5 separate regions of the Mus musculus genome follow, and regions 2, 3, 4 and 5 are each linked to region 1. Evidence: chromatin contacts called from public promoter capture Hi-C data. All regions are on one chromosome and are shown on one strand. The core of a region is the stretch at or near the end of the contact, and the rest is flanking DNA. Distances in the headings are between cores, read along the strand shown.

Region 1 (4,775 bases), core at 1,166-3,665:
CTTAGCAGTGGAGGAGGCAGGAGGATCTCAGAGTTGAGGCCTCCCTGGTCTACAGAGTGAGTTCCCAGGGCTACATAGTGAGAACAATAGGAACAGGACAGTGCCTGGTACACAGCCAGTGCCTAATAAGTGCACACTGAGGTGTGGAGCTGCAGTTGACTTGACAGAGCGCTTGTCTGTCATACATGAGGCCCTGCATTCAGCTCCCAGCCAGGAAAGAGGATAGCAGCAGAGAGAGGAGAGAAAGAGAGCAGACAGGAGAGAGAAATGTTTATTGACACACTGAGCAGTGAATAGACAAAACAGAGCAGGACACACAGTACTTGTGTTTTATTTGCTTTTTTTGTCGCTAAGACAGGATTGGGCCTTGCACTATGTAGCCCAGCATAACCTTACACTTCTGATCCTCCTGCCTCCACCATGTATGGGCAGCAGCTTCCTCTTGTCCAAGCTATATCTGAAAAGCTGAGACAGAGGATTTCTTTCTTTCTTCTTTCTTTTTTTTTTTTTTTTAAAGATTTATTTATTTATTATATGTAAGTACACTGTAGCTATCTTCAGATACTCCAGAAGAGGGAGTCAGATCTCGTTACGGATGGTTGTGAGCCACCATGTGGTTGCTGGGATTTGAACTCCGGACCTTTGGAAGAGCAGTCAGGTGCTCTTACCCACTGAGCCATCTCACCAGCCCTCTTTCTTCTTTCTTGTTTTGTTTTTGGGTTTTTTTTTTTGGGGGGGGGTTGGTTTTTCAAGACAGGGTTTCTCTGTGTAGCCCAGGCTGTCCTGCACCTCGCTCTGTAGACCAGGCTGGCCTCAAACTCCAGGCTGGTGAGATGGCTCAGCGGATAAGAGCACCAACTGCTCTTCCGAAGGTCGTGAGTTCAAATCCCAGCAACCATATGGTGACTCACAACCATCTGTAACAAGATTTGACTCCCTTTTCTGGAATGTCTGAAGACAGCTATAGTGTACTTATATATAATAAATAAATCTTTAAAAAAAACAAACTCAGAGATCCACCCTCTTCTGCCTCCTGAGTGCTGGGATCAAAGGTATGTACAACCACTGCCCAACAACAGGAGGATTCTTGAACCCAAGAGATCAGGGTCCACTTAGGTAAGTTCCAGGTCAGCCTGGTCAGCATAGTGATACACCCTGTCTTAAGATACAAATAACACAGCTGGGCGTGGTGGCGCACGCCTTTAATCCCAGTACTCAGGAGGCAGAGGCAGGTAGATTTCTGAGTTCAAGGCTAGCCTGGTCTACAAAGTGAGTTCCAGGACAGCCAGGGCTACACAGAGAAACCCTGCCTCAAAAACCAAAAAAAAAAAAAAAAAAAAAAAAAGATACAAATAACACAAATGACACAAAAATAAAGGTAGTTATTTTTAAGAGAGAGGGAAGAGGAAAGGGGAGAGTAAGGAGAGAGAGAGAAAGAAGGAGGGAAGGAGAAGGGGAGGGGGAGGGGAGAGTTAGGAAGAGGGAGGAGATGTGCTCAGTGGGTAAAGCACTCATCCAGCATGCCAGTCTGGCAATGGTGGCTCAGGCCTTTAATCCTAGCACTTGGGAGGCAGAGGCAGGTGGATTTCGAGTTCAAGGCCAGCCTGGTCTACAGAGTGAGTTCCAGGACAGCCAGGGCTACACAGAGAAACCCTGTCTCAAAAAAAAAAAAAAAAAAAAAAGCATCCAGCATGCCTAAGAGACTGTGTGATATCCCCAGAACAGCAGAAACCAGGATGGGTGGATGGTGAGTGGATGGGGTAAATAGGCCTCTTTCTTTCTTCCCTGGCCTTCTCTCCCTGGCAGAACTTAGTCTCTGGCACAGGGGGGCCCTCCTCCAGGCTCTGCTGACTGTCAGCTCTGGAACTCAGGGACTTTGTACTGCCAGGGTGACCTTGCATGTATCCAGGGGCCGGAAATAGTTGACTGTAGAAGGTGCAGCAAGCCAGTCCCCACAGGTAGTAGTAGATGGTGTCTGTGTTAGTCTGGGGCAGGAATTTTGACAGGGAACATTGAGGTAGAGAAAGCAGATCTGATCAGGAAATAGCGACAACGGGAGGGATTGAGGGTGGAGAGGGTTGAGGATTCGCTGTTGGGGCTGGAGAAGACCTGGGACTTAGAAGATCTAGCCATGGAGGTTGGGGGGGGGGGGGGGTAACTAGGAACTGAGCGAGCACCCAGGGTCACAGGGCTGGTTTGGGAGTTAGGAGTTGGATTGCGGATCTGAGTATCCATGGGAAAGAACTTGAGGAACCTGGCAGCCTGCAGGTGGCCGGCCCAGCATCTATTCCCGACCCTATGCCCGCCGGCCCGCCGTCCTGTTCCCTCTGCCTTCATCCTACCTGGCTGTAGGGGTCTTGAGCTGGTAGATCTCCCGGTCCCTGGTGGCTGCTGGAGGAGGAGGAGAGAGAAGGGAGGAGGGAGCGTTCGGTTCCGCCCCTTCCTCCCTTCCGGGTCTGGGGGGGGGGGTAGGGGGGGGATGAAGTCAGCGTGTAATCTTATCTAGCTGAGCCAAGCCCTGCCCTCCCGCCCAGTGTCCTGGCGCCACGTGGAACTAGGCAGGACTTGTACTTTGTGAGGCCAGAGCTGGGGAAAGGAAGAAGGAACCCTCCGCCCACAGAGAACTTTAAGCTGTTAGCCAAAGAGCTCAGCTAGTGACATACTCTGGGGATTCGCAAAGCACCATGTGGCTAAGTGCACTGGGAACCTGATGACTCACACTTGTCAGTCCAGCATCACACAGAAAACTAAAGCAGAGAGATTGCCCAGAGTTCCAAGGAAGCCTGACCCACAGAGTGAGACCTCCATCTCAAAAATAAGTTCATACAAGATAAGTAAACAGAAGTGCTGGAGGCCACAAGGTTTTATACAACTGTTAGGTTGTAAATATTTTTAATTCTTTACTTGATTTTACTTGGTGTTGTGTGTATGTATGTGCATGCAGGCATGTATGAATGTAGGTCAAAGAACCGCAAGTACCATTACTTGCTGAGCCGTCACAGAGACACAACACAAAGATTTGTCGGAGATTTCTGGGTATTTACTTTTGAGAAACGGTCTGTGTATGCATACTGGGACTTGGGGCTATCCTCCTAGCTCAGCTAGATGGTGAGATTACAGGCATACTTTAAAGCTTTATTTATTTATTTTACGTATGAGTACACTCTGGCTCTCTTCAGATACACCAGAAGAGGGCATCAGATCTCATTACAGTCGGTTGTGAGCCACATCTGATGGATGTGGTTGCTAGGGGTTGAACTCGGGGACCTCTGGAAGAGTAGCCAGTGCTCTTAGCCACTGAGCCATCTCTCCAGCCCTATGGCATGTTTTAAAACTGATAAAACTAAATTGTGAAAACAGAAAAGCAGCAGTTCCCAGAGGACTATGACTGGAAGATGAGGTGCACAAAGGAGAACCACCCCACCCTCTTGCTGGGGAGTCTAGGCAGGAGTATCTGCCTCATGCCACTGAACTCAATCTCTCCCAGACTCTGGACACTCATCTCCCCAAAGCAGGTAGCAGACGGACTTCTCCACATTTTCATGCTTACATATGCACACGTATTTGTGTAAGTTGGAGGTTGACATCAAGTGTTTGCTCTTGGTCACATCTTTAGGAGACAGTTTCCTGAGTCCAGCCATCTCAGAAACAAGTTCTATCTTGCTGGCAGGGTCAAGACTGAGTTCATGTTCCCAGGCCCCAGAATACAACTCCTATCCTGCTTCTTAGATCTTTCATGTTTGTCTGTTAGCCAGTGAAGGCTGTAAGGAAGGAAGATGCTGTTCTCCAGTTATCCAAACTAAAGCACACAAGTCGTTAGTGTGTCCCTGCCTTGATTTAACTGACTACTGCGGCTCACCCACTCCTTTGGTCCTTCACCACACTAGATTCCAGGTCAGAGTCCAGGAGGGGACTAGGCTGTAAAAGCTGACTCAAGGACCCTGAAACCAGGTGACCCAGATAAGACCTAGTCACCAGTGTTAAGTCCTTGTTTAACCCTTTGTGTCAAGATATGATTGGTCAGTACCCAGGTCCCCTTCGCTTTGTGTTCCCATCCTATAAAAAGCGTCGTGCAGTCTCTCATCAGGGTTCAGATCCCCAACTGGCCACCTCCCTGCCAGTGCAGAAAATAAAGCTTTTATTTTTTAAGCTTCTGTCTCTGAAGTAAGTTTTCTCAGTTTCTACCGCAAACCAAACAACTCCAAGCACTTTACCACAGCAGGCAGCTCTCCTGCCCCGAGTTTTGCTGTTTTGAAACATAGTCTCAAAGTAGCCCAGGTTAGTTTCAAACTTACTAGGTAGTCAAGGATGACCCTGAACTCCAGATCTTCTTGTCCCCACCTTCCCTGAGATCAAGGGGAACAGACTGTGGGCATATTTGGCAGGCTCAGCTTGTCACACTGACCCTTCTCCATACATCACAGAGACGGAGGGAAAATAGGCAGCAGGCCCTTCCTGCTGTCCCCACAGGGTCACAAGTGATCACGTCCAACATTCAAAGTGGGAAGACTCGCACTGTGCATAGAGTAGAGACAGAAGGAAGAAGGTCTCTAGGGATGTCAGGGCAGCTCAGCTCCTAGGAAGGCAACACACATATACACCATCCACTTGGCCTCTGATGCATATAAAATTTATTAAGGCAATACTGAGCCCCAGGATTTGAGGAACAGTGTACTCGGCCCTCACTTTCTCATCTGAAACAATTGCAACATCCCAGCTGTCTATCCTGTCACAGTTGCTGGGTTCTTGGGCCAGGTATCAGGGTCTGTTAGAAA
Region 2 (4,775 bases), core at 1,332-3,831, 350 kb after region 1:
CATGGGAGTGGAGGTAGGTGGAGGAGCTCGCTTTAACCCTCCCCACATCTGTGCTGATACACTTCCCTTCAAGGGTTGGCAGGGCAAAGAGAATGGAGGGGGCCTGCGGGTGATGTGGCTGTGACTCACTGTATGACCTTGCTAGTAGGTTAACTGATAACCACTGCTCTCTGTGAACTCAAGACATAGGGGAATAGATGGCAGATTGAAAATTCCCCTTTAAAAGTCTCTGCTTTCTGTTGATTTCATCATCCTGTTCTCCCTCCCTCTTCATGGCCAGCTAATTTGAAAGGATCAGATGGGATCAGCTTCCTGCAGTGGAATTTTCCTCCCTTAGTTAAAAGGCTGTTTGAAGTTTCTTTCTTTTTAGGGGTAAATACCAGGAAGATGTCAGGGACAGTGTCAGGGAAAAAAAAAAAATCCTGTCCCTTTTTTTTTTTTGGTAAACCACTCAGACTCCAGTAATTCCGGCCTTTCTCCTACTCCTACAATGTAATACCTAAAGCCTGTAACTTTGTATCCCCACAACTATGCCCGATACATTACGCGGGTAATTAAGGGTGTGAAAAAGGAGAATGTCTCAAGACAAAAGATACATAAGGCTGTCTCAATGAATAAACTCTACACCATTGAACAAGGCTGAGAAGGCGTTACAAAACTTTCACCAGGATGGAAGCGAAATAACTATACTCTGTTGCTAGTCGGCCTGGGATTTCTACACTCACTATCTCGGGTCCTGAAGGACCAGAAAAAGGGAAGAATTTGTGTCCAAGTGAGCCACCAAGGACTGTGGTATCCTCTTGCCTCAGAGTGGTGCGATGACAAGCAGGAGTGCGGTTCCAAAAGTTTCTTAGACGCGAGGGAGCTGAGAGACCACTCGGTCCCGCTAGCAGAGCAGGGGAGCGGGGGCTCTGGTTACCTCCACGATCTTGATAAAGCGCGGGAACACAGGGTTGCGGGTGATGGCGATGAGCGGCAGGTGAGGAAACACATCCGGGACGGTCATGGGCGCGAGCGCTGTGACGACCGGGCCTTCCCCGGTGCTCGCCGTGGCCCCGTCCTCCGCACCGCCCTCGGAGGTCTCGTCGCTGCCACCGCGGTTGCCCGAGTCCCACAGCCCCCGCCACTGGACCCCGCCGGGAAGAACGCGGCCGCCCCAGGGAGCTGACATGTCGCAGGCCCGACATCCTCGGCGCAGCCACGACCCGGACGCGCTCGGGACCCGGCCTCCGGTGACAGCCAGCAGCGGCCGCCGCAGAACCCAGCACCGCGCAGCGGCCCAGAGCCGCACGTAGCCTGTGCTCGCCGCCATGGAACAGCCATACTGACGGCGCACCGCACTTACGTCATCTCTGCTCGCCCCCCGTTTGCGCACGTGATGACGCTCGCGTGCTTCGGGCTGGAGAGGCGGAGCTTGAATAAGGTGAGTGAGTGGGCGTGGTCAGAGGGAGACTGGGTTTGGGGATGGGAGGGCGGAGTAGGGGCGTGGTTCAAGGCTCAGAGCGGGGCTTGGAGTTGGACGGCAAGGGGGCGTGGCCCGATGAAGGATGTTCTAGAGAGGACTTTGAGGATCTGGATGAAAAAGTGAGAGGTGTAGTAAGCTTGAGGAAACATGACGGAGAAAGCAGGACTGGTGTGTGGTCCGAATGGGGGGCGCTCCACCAGGCAGGGATTGGAGGAACTGGAATCAGGGATATGGCCGAAGGCGGGCTCAAAGGTCGGGGCTTGACATAGGGGCGTGGCCAGAGCGGTGACTCCAGACTGGAGCTTGTGCGGAGGGGGCGGGGGGCATCGCTCTAGGAAGGGGGCCTGGAAGAAGCGTGGCCCCTCCCAGTTCCTACAACTACTGGTTTGTCCTGTCCAAGCTGTACCTTAGTACTGCGTTCTGTTTTTCTACTGCCATCAAAAAGGTTTTACAGGGTAAATTCTGTGTTCTGAAGGCATCGGAAGAAAAGTACAGCGCACCCCTCCTTTAACTTTAGTCTTTTCAGCGTTCTTTGTTGATACACAACAACAGGTTTTACTACATCTCCCTACGCAGTTGGTGGCATCTTCACTCCACACTGGAGGAGGCGTGCTTGGAGGGCTTTTGCCTCTCGTATAGTATGCATGCTAAAGGCCGTGCGCAGGTGCGCCTGCTCAGCGTTGCCTTTGTTGTCAGTGGTCCGTGAGGCACTTACCAAAACACTGAAGCTTCCAGGACACGTCCCAAGAGACCCGTGTGCATGCTCCGGCTCCACAAAGCAGGGAGTGGATTGATGCATGCCCAAAGCTCTGCTTCCACACCCACGTGTGCTCATGCTAGTGCTGTGGTGACCTCCTTGAAGTTTGGGCATGCTTTGGATTTTGACTTATGGATCTGGGAACCTGGGTGTAATTTTCAGGTTTGAAATGTGCGAGCTCTGCTTCCATATTGCGCATGCCCACTCCTTCCAGTTTCCTCTGCGTAGACCTAACCGGGCTTTTGTCCGACACGTCCAAAAGGTCCTGCTAGTGGCCTTCTTACCTGGTGCGCGTGCCCAGACAAGAGGCGGGTAGGAGAGAAGCGGCCTAACCTCACGCATGCTCAGACACTTTCTCAAGCTTGGCGGTTGAAGAGCAGTGTTAGCTGTGGAGAACCAGGCAAGATGCTGGTGTTGATGCTAGCAGCAGCAGTGGCCACCATGGTCAGGGCTCACACACTGTGCCGGTACAACTGCCTAACTGGGTTGGATTGCTGCTGGGAGGTTTTTTTTTTTTTTAAATGATATTTCAATTTTATTTTTTTTATTTATATGAATACACTGTAGCTGTCTTCAGACGCACCAGAAGAGGCCATTAAATCCCATTACAGATGGTTGTGAGCCACCATGTGGTTGCTGGGAATTGAACTCAGGACCACTGGAAGAGCAGTCAGTGCTCTTAACCACTGAGCCATCTCTCCAGCCCTGCTGGGAGGTTTATGACAGGAGGAATGGGGCTGGTTCTTGTTGGAGCCCAGGCATACCCTCCAGCCCAATTGTAGAAATCAAATTTGGCATATCTCTCCCAAGCAAATCACTAAAATCCATTTCTGGGTGTGGAGCCAGGGCTTTGGACATGCGTCAAACCTAAGTTCCTTGTGCAGTCTGCAATCTGTCCCACCATCCATCCCTACCTGGCTCAGCAGCAGTGCCATGGGCTGTTGAGGCTGAGTGCATGTTGGGAAGTATGCTGTGCTTAGTGCCATGGTGAGCAGTGTCTCTGATCGCTAACATGCAAGTATGTCTCTGTATGCCCTCCTCCTTCCCACTTTTCTCCCCGGAGGTCACCAGCCTGAGGGGACAAAAGGGGCAGAGGTGGAGAGGAGGGTTCAGACAGCCATGAATATGGACAAAATGATCTCTGGAGACTACTGCAGTGGGATGTCTGCTGTATTCTTCCAGGGATGAGAGCGTATTTAAGGGCTTTTTGGTTTGGTTTTGGGGGTTTTTTTGGTTGGTTGGTTGGTTGGTTGGTTGGTTTTGGTTTTTTCAAGACAGGGTTTCTCTTTATAGCCCTGGCTGTCCTGGAACTCACTTTGTAGACCAGGCTAGCCTCGAACTCAGAAATCCGCCTGCCTCTGCCTCCCGAGTGCTGGGATTAAAGGCGTGTGCCACGCCCGGCTTTAAGGGCTTTTTTGAGGGGTACAGGTGGAAAGGGCCAATGGGTCATGTGGGTGGGAAGCCAGAACAGGCTGTGTGTGCTGAGTTCTGCAGCTGGTCACTTTTCAGAGGCCAGCCACCTGTGTTTAAGGACACTGTCCAAACAAAGACAGGAAGAGACAGGGAAGCCCTGCTGAGAAAGGAAAAGTCTCCCACTTTTGGTGCCCAGCTCAGAAAGCCATCCTGTCGTGGAGGCTGCTAACTAACTGTCCCCTGGGGACCTCAGTTCTTAAGCCCTGAATTCTAGATTATCATCACTGGAGTTCAGCAAGGCAGTCCCTTGCTGTGAGTTTTGCAGCCAGCCTGTGCAACATAGCCGGATCTGTGTCTGAATACAATGCCTTACCTCAACCTCCCAAGTGGCTCATCACACCCAAAAGGCAGTTGTTTGCTACAAACCAGAAAAAAAAAAAAAAAAAAGCTCACCAACAACAAAGTAGGGAAACTTAAGAAATACTTGTGAAAAGTAATTGCTGGTGTGGCTTGAGCTGGAGTTCGCTGGGCTGAGGGCTGACCCACCTGGTGAAGCCAGGACCAACTCCAGCACCACAGAAACCTGGCAGGTGACCCATGCCTGCCATCACAGCAGTGAGGAAGTGGAGGCAAGAGGATTGGGAGTTTCAGGCTAGCCTGGGCTACTTAGTCAGCCTGTCTCTGAATAAACAATAAAAAGAGCCTGGGGAGACCCCCTCCAAAGAAGTGAGCCCCCTTCCCACGAAGGTTCTGGGTTCGATTCCCCAGCATTGTACATGGGATGGGATATAAAAGGCAGAGAGCCCAGAACAGGAAGTGTGAGGTCTTACACGCGTTCTCACGACCGGCCAGGAAGAACACAACAAACCAGAATCTTCTGCGGCAAAACTTTATTGCTTACATCTTCAGGAGCAAGAGTGTAAACCCCCCATTGTTTACATCTTTAGGAGCCAGAGCGCCAGAGCGCCAGAGCGCAGAGCAAGCCCCCAAAGCCCCAAAAGCGAAAGCGAAACCCCCCTCCCTCTTAAGGAGAGTTATCCTTCGCCTAGGACGTATCACTCCCTGATTGGCTGCAGCCCATGGCCGAGTTGTCGTCACGGGGAAGGCAGAGTACATGGGGTGGAGAACTACCTTTGGCAC
Region 3 (4,775 bases), core at 813-3,312, 330 kb before region 1:
TCTCCAGGAAGAGATTAAACAATTGGAGGCCCCCAAACTGCAGCTTAAGTCCTTATCTTTTTTCTGAGTACATGGTATTATTCCTCGTTTCCCTCCCTGCACCATTCCCTCATGGAACCTGGAAAACCTTGGATGAGGTCAGGAGGAAGCAATGAAGGCACTCTCTCGCGTGCTTAAAGTGTGACTGTTGTAGATGATGCCGTGTGGGAGCTGCATTTCTAGCTGTGCAGACGTGCAACACAAGGTTATCAAGGCTTTCAATGTGATTCAACTATTTAACTAGTTGAAATGTGGAAGTCTTACATTCCAGCCAACAAGGAGATCTGTCTGATCACAGCTCAGATCATACTCAATTGGAATAACATGAGGCAAAGCAATACTTTGAGTCTGAGGACTGAGAAGGTAAAATAGGTAGATGACAAAGCGTGCCTTCCACAATACAATCTATATGGTAAGACAAGGATGGAATCAACTGTCTCTGCTTGAGGCCATGGACATCTATCTTCTATTCCATAACTGTGGGGAGGTCTACCTGCCTAGACCATGACATAGGTACCATCTCCTTCTATGTTTATGCCAACCTCGTAAAAGGGTATTTCTAAGGAAAAGGCTGTAGCACTTTACATTTAACCTTTGAGAAGATGGAAGATGGCCTCACCTTAGCAGGAAATGACCTAACCTTGAGTAGAAAGCAACTGTGTAGTATGCTGCCATCTTGGCTAGTATGCTAAAATATCACAATGCAGAATTTGAGCTATAAATTCAACAAATGCCCAATAAAAAGTGTCACCATTTTTGATACCAAAGGAAACTGATGAAAATAAGTAACCAAGAATGAAAAAAATAATCAACACACAAAACTGGACATATACTAAACACAGCGATAACCTGACATCAAAACCTCAAACAGCTGCAATAAAGAAAGAAAATATAAACAGCAAGAAAAAAAAATAAGCAGACAGATAGACAAAAGATAGAAAATATTTCTTCCAAATAGGGAAGAGACAACTCCTTTGGCTGGGATACAGGTTTTCTTAATATAACCTTCCTTACCTTGTCTAAGTAGAGATTAAACAATTGGAGGCCTGCAAACTCAGGGGTTTTTTGTTATGTTTTTTCTGTTTGTTGTTGTTCTTTTGTTTGGTTTGGTTTTGGCTTTTTCAAGACAGGGATTCTCTGTGTAGCCCTGGCTGTCCTGGACCTCACTCTGTAGACCAGGCTGGCCTCGAACTCAGAAATCCACCTGCCTCTGCCTCCCAAGTGCTGGGATTAAAGGCGTGCGCCACCACTGCCTGACCAAACTCAGATCTAAGTATGTATCTTTTCTCTGTATTATCCCTTGTTTCCCTCCCCACCCAGTTCTCTCAGGGAACCGGAAAAACCTGCCTGCACAGTACTTCCTGGGAAAGAATAGAGATCAACAGAACATGAGAACAAACTTAGACAGAAAAAAAAAAAAATACACAAGTAAAATAGAGTAAATGTTGATGAAAGAGACCAGGAAACCCAGTGAGCCTGGCCTTACTAACACACGTTACTGGACGGTCAAGGCATCTACAAGTCTGTGTCGATGGCAAACACTTTGCATCTGCACAGAGCTAACTGCGGACGGATCCTACTCCTGAACATCAAGTGCCAAGTGCAGAACTTGTAGAAGACACCGGAGAAACTAGGGTTCTCCATGTCAGCATATCTGCCTTCCCTGGACACAGGAAAAGCAGCTGAGGCGCTCACTGCATGGTGACGTCAGCAACAAGGATGTTTTCACTCCAGGACCCGCGCCCCACACTCTGCGCAGGCGCAGCCCGGGATCGAAGTCAGACGTCGCGCTTCCGCTCCGGAGGTGCAGGGACCTCAGGTGAACAAACGCAATCACGCCGGGCGGCGAGTCTGACCGCCGGTTCCCGCACCCCGGGAGGAACCCAACACAGTCTCCCGCGGCTCCTCCCCGCGTGGGGACGGCGGCCCCGCTCACCATGGCGTGGAGACCGAGCTCGCCCCGCTCTCCTCACAGCTCCCGGCAGCGGGTGGCAGACCAGGACACAGAACCACAAGAGCCTCCCTCAGACCCGAGCCCGAACCTTTAGTATTAGGGAACGGAAGTGCTCTCCCCATTCTGGCTAGCGGATCCATGCGGCCGTGATTGGCTAGTGAGGAATGAGTGACAGCTCCCCTAGACACCGAGGGCTGTGAAGTGTCACAGCACAGTGGTTCCCAGTCCTGGTCTCCGCTCAGGCACAGAACTGTCCCAGACGCGGAGAGACAGGGACATATCGCCACAGAACTTGCGCCTGTTAGCGTACAGGCAGGTCCACAAACCTACTCTCGGGGACCTAGCAGAGACTTCTGTCATCAGATGCCATCATTTGCTGATGCCACCAGGCGCGCCCGGTCTGTTTCAGGATGAATGTATCCACCTAAGCCACCGGAGCTCTCTCCCTACTCAGCAGGCCGTCTCTCTGTTCCCCGTGTGCGCTTCTTTCTCTCTCTGTCTGTCATGTCCACTTCTCTGCCTCTGTCCCTTCCCCAGGACCTCAGTCCCCCAACCCCCACCCCCAATAAAGTTTTTTTACACCAGATGCATGGCGTAATTTCTCAGGACACACTTCGGCTCGATCTGCCAAAGCTACTTCACCTTACTATATAATGTTTCCTAACAGCAGGACTGCAGTCGTCCCTGCTCTGCTGCACCCAGGAGGCTATTTAATCTAGGCACAAGGTCTCTAGCATACACAGATCACTAAACAACCTCAAGTGGAGTGATCCACCTGCCTCACAGCCAAAAGGGCACCCAGACTATCCAGGTCAAATTTAAACCTCCTGGTTGATATTCACCGGGCATCAACCATTTTTTAAAAAGACTCATCTAAATTGCTCACACTTCTCTCAGTTAAACACTGGTAGCCAAAACACACATTCCCAGCCTTTAGTGGTTGCACTGGCTCATCATGCCAGCACTTGGGAAATGGAGTCAGGACATCAAAAGTTTAAGCCTAGTATAAAGAGTAGTTCCAGGACAGCCAGGGAGGGATACACAAAGCAATCCTGTCTCACAAAAAAAAAAAAAGTTTAAACCAGCTTGGTCTATGAACCCAAACACCAACTATTCTGGCCCCCAAAGGGGAGGTGACCAGGGTGAGAACCTGGGAGGAGAAGACAAAAATAGAAAGTTTGGGGTCACTATGTCTTGCATAACATGATGGCTCATGTTAAGCAAGTTTTTTCAGATGATATACAGCTCTGATACACTATAGGTGGAGAATGAGACAGTCAGCAGAAAGATAATTTAGCAATGTTGGCTAGAAGGACACAGGATAGATACCTCATAGTGAGCACACACTGGCCATGAGACTGATACCCATGAGACTGATAACTGAAGACCGTGGTTCCTTTGACTCCTTCAAGATGCTTGCCCAAGCACCAGACCAGACCTTCCCAAGTCTGCTCTTGGAGAGGTCACAAAAGCAATGATCCCTTGGTGCTTTCATCGGGGCATCTGAGAAAGCCTTGGATAGGCCTAGCTCCCCAAAGACCCACCTCCAACCTAAACAAAAACACATATGAAAATAGGAACCCAAGAATCAATTCATGGACAGCTAGTGCTGAGAAAGAAAGAGTAGGAGAGATTGGAGATGACAGCTACATGATAGGGAATAATAAACTACTAATGGCACCAAAAGTTGATTTTTTTTAAAACCATAATTGAAACACCTTTAGCTAAACTACCTTTTGAAAAAAGGCCGACACAAATTGCTAATTTCTCACATGCATTTAGAGTCAAGAGTGGTGGTCTGTTCTTGGAATCCCACCACATGGAATGGTGAGTCCGAAGCATCACAAGTTTAAGGCCTGGTATGACTACAGGCTGTGTTTACAAAATACTTGGTTAACTTAGCCAGACCCTTCCTCAAAATAACTTTTCTATTATGCTCAGTGGATTCTGGCCACACATGGGAGGGGCTCTAGAATGAGTGCCCGGGTTTTTTTGTTGTTGGTTTGTTTGTTTGTTTGTTTGTTTGTTTGTTTTTAATGAAAGTAGAGCTACTACAACCAACATACTGAAATAGGTGGATCAGAAGGGAATACTGTGAGAGGAACCAGGTAGTTTGCTCAGTAAGGAAGGACACTTGCAATCAAGTGTGATATCCTGAGGTCAATACACAGGAGAGAAGCCACTCCTCCAACTTGTCCTCTGACCTTTACATATGTGCTATGGTATGTTTGCTCACACATGTCTCAATGGCACAGATTCAGATTTTTGTTTTGTTTTGTTTTGTTTTGTTTGTTTTGTTTTCGAGACAGGGTTTCTCTGTATAGCCCTGGCTGTCCTGGAACTCACTTTGTAGACCAGGCTGGCCTTGAACTCAGAAATCCACCTGCCTCTGTCTCCCAAGTGCTGGGATTAAAGGCATGTGCCACCACTGCCCAGCAAATTCAGAATTTTTAAACAGAAATCAATACAAACAAAAAAAATTTAAAAATCACCAAGACAGAGAAAATCCGGCAGAATAGCTAGCTGTGTGTTAGTACAACCACTGCTCAAAATAGACCTTCACCACACTGCCAGCGTCACACTAGGAAGCAGAGCATTCACAGTTCCCACCAACTTCCTACAACTGAAGAGTATTTCACGGAAATTCCTATCTCCTGGGCAGTTCCTGCTGGATTAAACAACTAATGCTATTCTGAGTTGACAAAGAAAAAAATTTAAGAAAGAAAGACAAAAAGCAAAGAAATCTATACTAAAATGAGTGAAGTAAACCGTGAAGACGGGA
Region 4 (4,775 bases), core at 572-3,071, 330 kb after region 1:
GCCTTTCCTGATGGACAAGTTCCAGTGTGGATCTAAACCACAACCCCTTCCCTATGCTCTGTTTTAAAAGGTTTCATCTCACTAATATATTCCAAGGTTATCCTCAAACTCTCAGTCCTTCTGCCTCAGCTCTTCCCAGTGCTGAGATTATAGGTGTGTATAACAATATCCAGCTTTTCTTTGTGGAGACAAGGTCTCATATATCCCATATGGCCTGGAATTCCCTATGTAGTCAAAGATGACCCTGAAATCCTTCATTCTCTTGCCTGCACTGAGTGCTGAGATGACAGACCTACAAACACCATGCCTGATTTATGGGGTGCTGACGACAGGACCCAGAGCTTTATGCATGCTAGGAAAGATCTTTACCACTGATCTACAACCCCAACCCCTTAGGGTTTTTTTAAGTATTTTGTTTTTCCTATTTTTGAGAAAGGATGTCCCTGTGTAGTCCTGGCTATAGATCAAGCTGGCCTTGAAACTACAATTTTCCTGCCTCGGCCTCCCAAATACTAAAGTCACAATCATGGGCCACCATACCCAGTCCTTTCTACTTAGTTCCATAGGTGATATACAGGCACACAAACAGGAAAACATGGAGGAGTAGAAAGGGTCAATGAGGTAAACAGGGCTGGGAGAGAGGCTGGGGTGCCCAGGCATCCCCCCAAGCAGGGGCATAGGGGCCTACCTGAGTTCCAGGAATCACGGAAGTTTGGAAATTTAATCTTTGGAGGGGTTGGGAGCTGGGAAGAAAGAGGAACACGGGCTGACACGGGAAACAGGTCACAGCCTTGTCTCCCAAACCCAGAAACACAAAACTCCACCAAGCAGGGGTGGAGGAGGCCCCAAGGACACCCAGAAGCAACCTGTAGGCCACCCACTCCCAGCCAAGGTACCTGTGGCATCTCCAGACCTGTCTGCTGGCACACATATTGGCTGAACTGGTACATTGCTGGTGGCACAACCTCCTCGGCCTTCCGCAGGGCAGCCTCACTCTTGTCACTAGGCCCCAGCAGCTCCTGGTCATAAACAAGGTAGACTGCTCCTCCAGCCACACTTCCCTTAATGAGGAACCTTCAGGAATACATGAAGGGAGACGCTGTGGGGGGCAGGATCTCAGAGATCAGACAGTTGATCATTTTTTGTTGTTGTTGTTTTGTTTTTCGAGACAGGGTTTCTGTGTAGCCCTGGCTGTCCTGGAACTCACTCTGTAGACCTGGCTGGCCTCGAACTCAGAAATCCGACTGCCTCTGCCTCCTAAGTGCTGGGATTAAAGGCGTGTGCCACCACTCCCGGCCAGTTGATCATTTCATTTGCCTTTGTGACACGACTTTTAGCAGTAAACGGAGTCTTAAAGAGAGACAGGGTGGGTCATTCGAAACCCTGCAAAGGATAATGGACACTCAAGATCCCTGGTACAAAACCTTCCAGGGTGTCTGGCGGAGCTTCCCCGCAAGTTACTCAAGTCAGCTACGGAGGGAGATGGGCAGGATTGCCTACGCATCTGAATTGCACCTAAGAGTAAATTGAAGCAGTAGGGTGATAAGGGCTGGCTGAAGCCAGTTTCCCTACACAGACCGTGAGAAAGGTCCGTAACAACCGGAAGTGAGCCGTCGCAGGACCCTAAGCCACGAGGCAGAGATGCCTACAGCCCCGAACTTTCTCAGGGCCTCCACGATTGTCCACGCACCTCATTAGCGACCACACTCGAGCCACCATGGTTAGTCTCTCGCTTCACTCGCCGCGCAAGGACAAGTAATTCGCCCGCCGCTTCCGGTTGGTGTCGCTGCTGAGACTCCTGGGAAATGTAGTGGTCGCTGTCAGCCGCAATGGAGTTAGACTCTTGTAGGTCGAGGTCCGTGGCTGCCGCAATTCTTTCTGGGAAATGTATTAGTTAGGCGGAAGACCAAAGAAGGGCTAGGCCGCGAAGGCTCCTGGGAAATGTAGTCTGGAGGCACGACAGAGACGAGCCCTCGGAAGACACTGGTCGGATTCCCCGCGCCCGCGCGGAGAATTGAGTGTCCCCCAGGTGAAGCAAGCCTAAGTGATGGTTACCACGGCAACGCGAGGGCTGGATTGTTCCAGAGAAGCAGGCCTTTGGTTCACGTGAGCGGTTAGGGGTGTGGCTCTAACCTAGGAAGCTTGGAGAGGCTACAGATGGCCTGTGAGATGGACGCTTGCCAAGGTTGTTGACTTGCCAAGGCCAAGGCGCTGGAGGATCCCTGCCGGGTAGAAGTCTTGGGGTCATGTGAGAACGGGTTGGCGGTGGGTGGTCCGGAGTACAAGGAGCCACACTGGGGTGCGAAGTGCCGCAGGAGGGGTTAGCGGCCAAGTGGACATCATGTAGATCCCTGTTCGGTTGCAAGGTGAGCTTGAGCAGATGTGCACCATGGATGCATGGATGCCTTGTAATTGTCTATGGAGACCTATTGTCCTAATTACTTCTCAGTTGTCCTGACAAAGCACCATGGCCAAGGCAACTCAATAGAAGGAAAAGTTTTCTGCTTCCAGTTTCAGAGGACCATGACCATCGTAACGCGGAGCATGACAGCAGGCAAACCGGGATGGCGCTGGAGCAGCAGCTGAGAGCTTACATTGTGGCTCATAAGCTGAAAGAGACTACAGGGTATTGTGTGGGCTTTTGAAACCTTAAAGTCCACACCACTGTCACCCCTGCCCCAAGAAAACTTATCTCCTAATCCTTGCCAAACAGTTCTACCAAATGGGGACCAAGCATTCAAATACATGAAACTGTAGGGGTCATTCCGATTCAACCATACACAAGACCCCCCCCACACACAACTTTATTTCTTTATTACTTATTTTTGTGTTGGGTTTGGTTTGGTTTGCCTTTGGTTGGTTATTGTTTGCTTGCTTGTTTTGAGGCAAGGTTTGTCTAACAGTCCTGGCTGTCCTGGAACTCACTTTGTGGCCCAGGCTGGCCTCGAACTCACAGCTCTGCCTGCATCTGCCTCTTAAGTGTTGGTATTAAAGTGTGTTCCACCATCACCCAGCTTTGTGGGTTTTTTTCTTTTTTAGACGGGGTCTTATTCTTTGTACGTGATTGGTCTGGAACTCATATGGACCAAAGCTGAATTCTCCTGCCTGGGCCTCCTCATTCCTGCTTTTACAGACATGTCCAGTGTCTATGGTGACATTTTCTCCTTTTCACCCAGAACTAAAATAAACCAACCCTCATGACTAAGAATGGGTGAGAGGAGCCTAGAACATGGCAAGGTAGCATGTGGCATTGCCAGTAGCGCTTAGACAGTGTATCTTTGGACCTAAGATTTGAAAGAAGTAAGTTTTAGGGAAGAGCGTCCAAGCAAGAACTCAGCCAGTGCACAGGCCCAGGACCTGGGACAAAGCTGAGCAGACTGGGCAGTTTGGACTGGCTCCTGGAGGACCCTTTAAGGGGCCCAGGGCTTTGTTTTCCCCCCACTCCCAGAATGACCAGAGTGAGTGGTCTGAGGAAGAAGGAAGGATGTTGGCAGCAGGACATCTTCATTATGTCCCACTAAGGCTCACACACGGAAGGCGAGCCTCCCTGTGTGTGGGTGCAGGGCTGGGATGGGGGTAGGAAGTGAGTGTGAGTGGGAGGGAAGAATGGGAGAACTTGAGAGCACTTTCTTCATCCAACTTCCTTATAACTTGTTCCAGACCTGAGGCTGTTTCTTCCCTGGCTAAATGTCAACAGGAATATACCTTTCAGTGTGTGCTTGTTAACAGAAACTGCAGTGATAGAGATACAGCAAAATACTCTGTGTACCTGCAAATATAGGGGGACATTGGAGGATGGCGCCCTGGGCATCAAGAAATACCTACTCCCCATGGGCCAGAGGCTTGCCTCTTGGATACTAGGCCCCGCCCTTGCCCTTCTTGGTCTCTGCCCTCAGCTCCCACTCAAGTTTAGCCTCCCTCCTGCATTCAAGTCCAGCCCCTGCTGTGTTCTACCACCCCACCCCACCCCCACCTTGGTTTGGACAGCAGGTCCTGCTCATTTCCCCTCCCTCTTGCGTAAAAGACCCCGCCCCTGCCCAGATTGGCTCCGCCCCCTCTCCTCCATTCCCTCTTTCTGTCTTAAGCTCCGCCCCTGCCCAGCTTTGCCTCGCCCCGGCTCCTGCTCAAGTTTCCTCTCCCTCCTGTGTTCTAGGACCTATTCCTACCTTCTTTGGACTCTTCTCAGGCCTGATCATCAGCACAGCCACCCTAGGGTACCAGAGTGGACCCTCTTGGCACGCAGGCTGAGGATCCCCACGAGGGCCTTAGCTCCATCCCAGGGTGATGCTACCCACAGGCCCCGCCTATCTGGGTTGGCCCCTCCCACTCTTATCCAAGTACTTGTGCTGCTGACGAGTTTTGCCCTCTGCTCCCTCCAGAGTACTGCATCCTGGTACATCCATGCCCTGCTTCGTAATGAGAGTTGGATTCTCTTATGTTCTCTACTGTTGGAATTCCTCAGGCTGACAGAGCGTGGAGTGTGGGAAGCTGAGGCAGGAGAGGAGGAGGCTCAAGTACAGCTCAGCTGCTGGAGCACTTGGGTGTTACACGCCTGTCATTATCAGGACAGCCTGGGCTGCACGAGACCATAGCTCACAGAAAAAAAGTGAGGAAGGAGAGGAGTGAGGGGGCACAGCCTGTGATTCTAGATAATTTGCAGCCCTCTCTACCCCAAGGCCTCCAGGGGACGCGAAACTCCTTCAACGAAACAGTTCATAAGGATCAGTCTATTGATCCGGACAGATTTGTTGTGACTGTTGTGACAGATCTATTGA
Region 5 (4,775 bases), core at 700-3,199, 310 kb after region 1:
TCCAACCTCCTCAGGTTCTTGTCCTTCCTCCTTAAATGCCTGATGGGAAAGAGTATGAAGTTTTAAATAAAGTTATCTTTTAGGAGGGGTTGACACAAAGTGTTCTTTAAGAAGCAACTTTGCAGTTGCAAGTGTTCACAATCTAGCTTAAGACCACATTTAGCAGCCAGCTCCCCTTCCCTGCTCAAGACCCAAAACCTAGAGAAAGGGAAGCTGAAAGCTTGGGTTGCAGAGTCACTGTCAGCAGGTTGTGGTCATACATGACCTGGCAGCTTGTAGCCCTAGATGTAATCCCCAACCCAAGACAAAAAAATAGAATAAAATCCAAGTATTAACCCCAAATCAGGGTTGGTGACCGCTCATCTTGTGTGCTCTTTCATCAAACACAGGGATGATGGTAGGAAACCTGTCCTTGATTCAGGCAGGGCAAAGAGCTGAATGGGGCGCTCAAAAGGCCTCCCATAACAAAGCAAACCTTTAATTCCAGCATTTTGGAAGTGAAAAGGGGGGGCAGGAGACCAAGAGCTGAAGTCTAGTCTGGGTTTCACAGCAAGTCCAAGGCCACACTGGGCCACAGTAGCTCTCCAAAAAAAGTTTTGCGTGGGAGGGGAGGCGCTGATTTTTGATAAGGAAAAACAACATAGACCGAAGAAGAAAGCGCTGGCCAATTTTCCCTCAAAGTATTCTGGCGCCTTCTACTTGCAGCCAATCAGGAGTCCCTAACCCTCAAGGACCCTGTTCCACAGAGGCAAGCTTGTGTCAAGCGCTGAAGGGCAGTAGACAAGACTTCTTGTCTAGGGGGAGGAAAGTGACATCTTACGCTGACTCGAGATGACAACTAGGCTCCAAGACCAGGGAAGCGCGAGGGGACCGGACCTGGGAGCGAACATGGTCTGTGCAGAGACACTGGGCACCGCCAACAGTGGGGTTGACTGATAGATTCCCCAGAAGAGTAAAACTAGGGTGGCGGAAAAGACAGCTGCAGGTGCAAGGTCATCATGGAGACGTGCCCAGAGCCACCCGATTACTCAACAAGGCCCGGCTTCCTGCAAATCCCGGGGCAAGTGGGAGGCGAGACACAGAGAGGGGCAGCGACTAGTAAAGGTCACACAGCCTCGGCTGCTTCGGTAACTGACAGCACAGACCGAAGTCGGGGGGGGGGGCTCGGGGTGGGAAGGCCGGCCCGAGTCTGCGCGGGCAGTTACGTGCCCGGGTCCACGGCGCCACTCGGGTTCCCTCACCTTCCTCAGCCGCTCCATCAGCACGCTCTTGTTGCCTCCCGTATCCAGGTTCCGCTTTTTCAGCTCCGCCCTCAGGTCGATCACCCGCAGGTCGCTGAGCCGCCGCGTCCCACTCTCCGAGGCGCCCGGACCAAAGGCGGGGTCGCCCGACCCGGTCCCGGGTTCCGCCATCCTCGCTTCCGCGACTTCCCAACTCGCTCCGGAACCCCCTCCACTCGCTGGCACCAGCTGTGGCGGCTCGGAGGTAGTACAAAATGGCGCTGCCGAAGAGGAAAACGCACTCGCTTCCTCCCGCCTCCCTTTGCGGCTGCGCAGGCGCACAGCTCTGACGCACCTCCTAGGTCGCACGCCAAAGCAGTCTCGAGCCTCGCGGGTACAAGTGCACATGCGCAACCGGTCGTAAGCCCCCCCTCCCCCCCCCCCCCCCGGCCCCGTCGCCACCCTCTTTTTAATGCGCACGCGCACCGCCTCGCTACGCTCACTGACCCCCGTTTGCCTCTCGCAGCGTTGCCCGGCTGCGCACGCCACCGCTCTACGGCCAGCGCTCCGACAGTGATGCGCAGGCGCACGACCTGTAGCACGCATGCGTCTTGGTCCGCGGCCAAGCGCGAGCCGGCGAGGCGCGCCTACGTCGTCTCTGCCGCCGCGCACACTGCGCTTGGGTAAAGGCGTCTGAGAGCGTAGGGCTCGCGCCGGCGGCGCCTGCGCAGTGTCGAGGTGCGCCTCCGGGGAGGCTGAAGCGGTTCCCTCTCAGGCGGCGCCATTTTGTGGTAAGAGGGCCGAGATTCAAAAAAATAATAATAATAACAAATCAAAAAAAAAACACACTCACGCAAACCCACTGACCCGGTTCTGTGTGAAGTGGGCGACGGAACCAGGGTCCCTGGAATGGCGGAGACTCTGTCGGGTTTAGGAGACGCGAGTGCGGCGGGCGCGGCGGCCGTGAGCTCCGCGGCGTCAGAGACCGGGACGCGGCGGCTCAGCGACCTGCGGGTGATCGACCTGCGGGCGGAGCTGAAGAAGCGGAACCTCGACTCGAGCGGCAACAAGAGCGTGCTGATGGAGCGGCTGAAGAAGGTGAGGTTCGCGGGGGGGAACCCCATGGTCGCCATGGCGACACCCACCGCCGGGCCCGGAGTGGCCCGTTGGCCTTCGCGCTGGGCGCTAATACTGGGGCTCCGCGGGCGCCGGGTGCAAGGATTCGAATCTCGACGCCCCCAGCGATGCGACCAGAGGGAAATAACACCACGAACGGGTTCGGGGGATCGATGACACCGCGTTCCCTGTACTGCTTAGTCCCAACCCCAAAGGGGGATGAAGGGGACTCGGCCAAGGTCATCCAGTGGGGTCAGCTTGTGGCGGGATTCGATCCCAAGTCCCTTTTCGGCCCCCGAGGCAGAACAGGTGGTTTTTGTTTCTTTTCTTTTCTTTTAATCTGGGAAGACACAGTGACGTTGGGGGCAGGGGTGGTGGAGATGAAACATGAGAAACTCTCAGAGTTCGCAGACAGCCGGAGGATGTAGGTAGCCCAGGGAGACAAAAAACAAAAACAAAGCGGAAAAATAAATTGTTTCTAATTCTTTGCTAGAACTAAGCTAGGGGAAGATACGAGATGGAAGGAAAGAACGTTTTTTTCTGTTGATAAAGGTAAGTCAGATGTGAGTTCAAGGCCAACCTGGGCTGTAGAGGAGTTCCAAACCAACCTGAATATTAGAGTTCAGGGCTAGCTAAGCCTTTTTCAAAGTATAAAGTAGGTCCAAGAGCTACTCATTTGGTAGTGTGCTACTCATTTGGTATTGTGCTTACCTTGCATGCACAAAACCCTAAGTTTTATCCCAAATACTTCCTAAGGCCGGGAGTGGTGGAGGCAGAAGGATCCTAAGTTTGAGGCCATCTTGGGATGCGTGAAAGCCTTTCTGTAAAACATAGTAGGTTTTTGTTTTGTCTCTTTTTTTTTTTAAAAAAAAAGGGGTTGGACACATAGATCAGAGGTAACATGCTTGCCCAATATTGCAGAGGCCCTTGGAACCATCTGCCACACAACTGCTATAACACTCCATTCTGTGTGGTCAGGTGGGAGTCGGAGGATTTAGTTCCAGCCTCAAACTGAGCCCCCTGAGAAAGAGGCTCATTTCTATTGCCTTCCTTTGTGGCCTAGATTCTCTGTCAGGAAGACCTTTAACCTCTTCTGAGTGTCCTCAGATCAAGGCAGTAGTAGCTTGCCTTCAGGGTAGGGTAGGCATTGCTTGGCTTGCAGTCTAGTCCAGGTAAACAAGCTCAGTCTCCACAGGGCCCCCTTTTGGCTTTTGTAGTTGTTTACTCCACCTTAGAAAGCAGACTTTGTTTGTGTTACACCTTGAAAAGCTGTCCCCTCTAGCTTTCAGACATTGTCATCTGCCCAGTCATCCCTTGCACAAGGAACTGGAGATTTAACCCTCCTAGATCCATCCAAAGTCAGTCACCAGTTGCTGTTGAGAGAAGACACTGTGACAAGCAGAGAGGGCAGCAGTGTGAAGGCCTGAGCTCTGTGCCCAGCACCAACAGTAAAGGTCAGGTGGGGTGCCAGCCGCAATCCCAGTGCTCACAGACACAGGACGATCCCTGAGGCTCACTGCCTGACTAGTCCAGTCAAGTCTGTAAGACAAGGTGGATGGTACCTAAGAGAAAGCTGAGGTTGTCTTCTGGCCTCTCATGTACTGTGAACATGTACAGCATATAACATTACTTGCTTGTGAGATGAGGTGTGGAAGTTAGAGGCCAGGGCAGGCACACTACCTACTGAACGTCAGGCACTCTTTTCAGTTGGTTTGGTTTGGTGGCTTTTTGGGGGTTTTGTTTGTTTGTTTTTGGGTTTTTTTTGGTTTGTTGGTTGTGTCATCGTCGTGTCCCCCCCCTCCCCCCCACAGGGTTTCTCTATGTAGCCCTGGCTGTCCTGGAACTCACTCTGTAGACCAGGCTGGCCTTGAACTCAGAAATCCGTCTGCCTCTTTAATCCCTGCTGGGATTAAAAGCATGCGCCATCACTGCCCAGCTTGTTGTTTGTTTTTTAAGGACACTACATCTCTATTGGAATGGGCAAGAAGCTCCCTACACTGGTGTCACCTACAGAACATACAGGGTGTGAAAGGGGGTGGCCAGGGTGATGCTCGGCCTGCTGGTGAGGCACTGTGCAGCCTTGGCAGTACCAAGCTCTCTCAAGACTAGAAGTTGAGGGTTGGCTTTAGGGTGCTGTTCTCATTGTCCTCTTGGGGGTTGCAGAGGGACCCTGGTCTGTGCTTGTCTCCACTCACACCCCTGTATGTTTGTCAGATCAGAGGGTAAGTCTACAGTACTGTCCCTCTGCCTGCTTGTTGTGACCATCTCTGGGTTGGATTTTTAAAGAGGGAGGTGGTGTGGAGGAGCACCTGTTAGAGGGGGTTTACTGAGGTAGCCTGGGAGGGACAGCTCTGTCATTTAGCCCCAAGGGATAAAATGAGATACCTTTCTACAGCTTACCTGGAGTTGTTTGAAAGCTGACTAGCTCCAGAGGAGAGA

Evidence for each region. Promoter capture Hi-C pulls out the DNA fragments that hold promoters and counts their contacts. Capture Hi-C pulls out chosen DNA fragments and counts their contacts.
Region 2: a promoter capture Hi-C map of embryonic stem cells shows a contact between it and region 1. The contact joins the promoter of Catsperd here to the promoter of Ticam1 in region 1. A contact is called at or near these places in 18 of 39 promoter capture datasets (the 3T3-L1 cell line, the C10 cell line, the HPC-7 cell line and 12 more), 4 of 484 Hi-C or Micro-C datasets (B cells, CD4 T cells, Th1 cells and 1 more), 19 of 115 datasets of contacts at active chromatin or transcription factors (CD8 T cells, bone marrow-derived dendritic cells, bone marrow-derived macrophages and 14 more) and 1 of 9 other capture datasets (pancreatic islet).
Region 3: a contact with region 1 is called in a promoter capture Hi-C map of adipose tissue. The contact joins the promoter of Zfp119b here to the promoter of Ticam1 in region 1. A contact is called at or near these places in 1 of 39 promoter capture datasets (embryonic stem cells), 2 of 484 Hi-C or Micro-C datasets (CD4 T cells and reprogramming fibroblasts), 3 of 115 datasets of contacts at active chromatin or transcription factors (embryonic limb bud and embryonic stem cells) and 3 of 9 other capture datasets (adipose tissue, liver and pancreatic islet).
Region 4: a contact with region 1 is called in a promoter capture Hi-C map of liver. The contact joins the promoter of Micos13 here to the promoter of Ticam1 in region 1. A contact is called at or near these places in 14 of 39 promoter capture datasets (the 3T3-L1 cell line, the C10 cell line, the HPC-7 cell line and 9 more), 4 of 484 Hi-C or Micro-C datasets (B cells, CD8 T cells, Th1 cells and 1 more), 16 of 115 datasets of contacts at active chromatin or transcription factors (bone marrow-derived dendritic cells, bone marrow-derived macrophages, double positive thymocytes and 11 more) and 4 of 9 other capture datasets (adipose tissue, embryonic stem cells, liver and 1 more).
Region 5: a promoter capture Hi-C map of second pharyngeal arch cranial neural crest shows a contact between it and region 1. The contact joins the promoter of Safb here to the promoter of Ticam1 in region 1. A contact is called at or near these places in 16 of 39 promoter capture datasets (3T3-L1-derived adipocytes, the C10 cell line, the HPC-7 cell line and 11 more), 5 of 484 Hi-C or Micro-C datasets (B cells, CD4 T cells, the HPC-7 cell line and 2 more), 27 of 115 datasets of contacts at active chromatin or transcription factors (the 230-238 cell line, CD8 T cells, DN3 thymocytes and 21 more) and 3 of 9 other capture datasets (adipose tissue, liver and pancreatic islet).

What each region holds. Positions count from the first base shown.
Region 1 is chr17:56,274,352-56,279,126 of GRCm38.p6, forward strand. It overlaps Ticam1 (toll-like receptor adaptor molecule 1), which reads right to left and starts at 2,416. Exons shown (of 2, transcript NM_174989.5): 1 at 2,343-2,416. It overlaps Plin3 (perilipin 3), which reads right to left. Exons shown (of 8, transcript NM_025836.3): 8 at 4,611-4,775.
Region 2 is chr17:56,625,562-56,630,336 of GRCm38.p6, forward strand. It overlaps Catsperd (cation channel sperm associated auxiliary subunit delta), which reads left to right and starts at 2,582. Exons shown (of 22, transcript NM_175350.3): 1 at 2,582-2,689. The coding sequence starts at 2,628. Lonp1 (lon peptidase 1, mitochondrial) reads right to left here and starts at 1,342. Exons shown (of 18, transcript NM_028782.2): 1 at 920-1,342. The coding sequence starts at 1,312.
Region 3 is chr17:55,943,197-55,947,971 of GRCm38.p6, forward strand. Zfp119b (zinc finger protein 119b) reads right to left here and starts at 2,063. Exons shown (of 4, transcript NM_146249.4): 1 at 1,976-2,063. The coding sequence starts at 1,978.
Region 4 is chr17:56,607,950-56,612,724 of GRCm38.p6, forward strand. It overlaps Micos13 (mitochondrial contact site and cristae organizing system subunit 13), which reads right to left and starts at 1,822. Exons shown (of 4, transcript NM_153152.4): 1 at 1,691-1,822; 2 at 897-1,074; 3 at 689-743. The coding sequence starts at 1,719. It also overlaps a transcript of Rpl36 not described here.
Region 5 is chr17:56,583,033-56,587,807 of GRCm38.p6, forward strand. Safb (scaffold attachment factor B) reads left to right here and starts at 1,950. Exons shown (of 21, transcript NM_001163300.1): 1 at 1,950-2,318. The coding sequence starts at 2,130. It overlaps Safb2 (scaffold attachment factor B2), which reads right to left and starts at 1,553. Exons shown (of 21, transcript NM_001029979.3): 1 at 1,242-1,553; 2 at 1-39. The coding sequence starts at 1,412.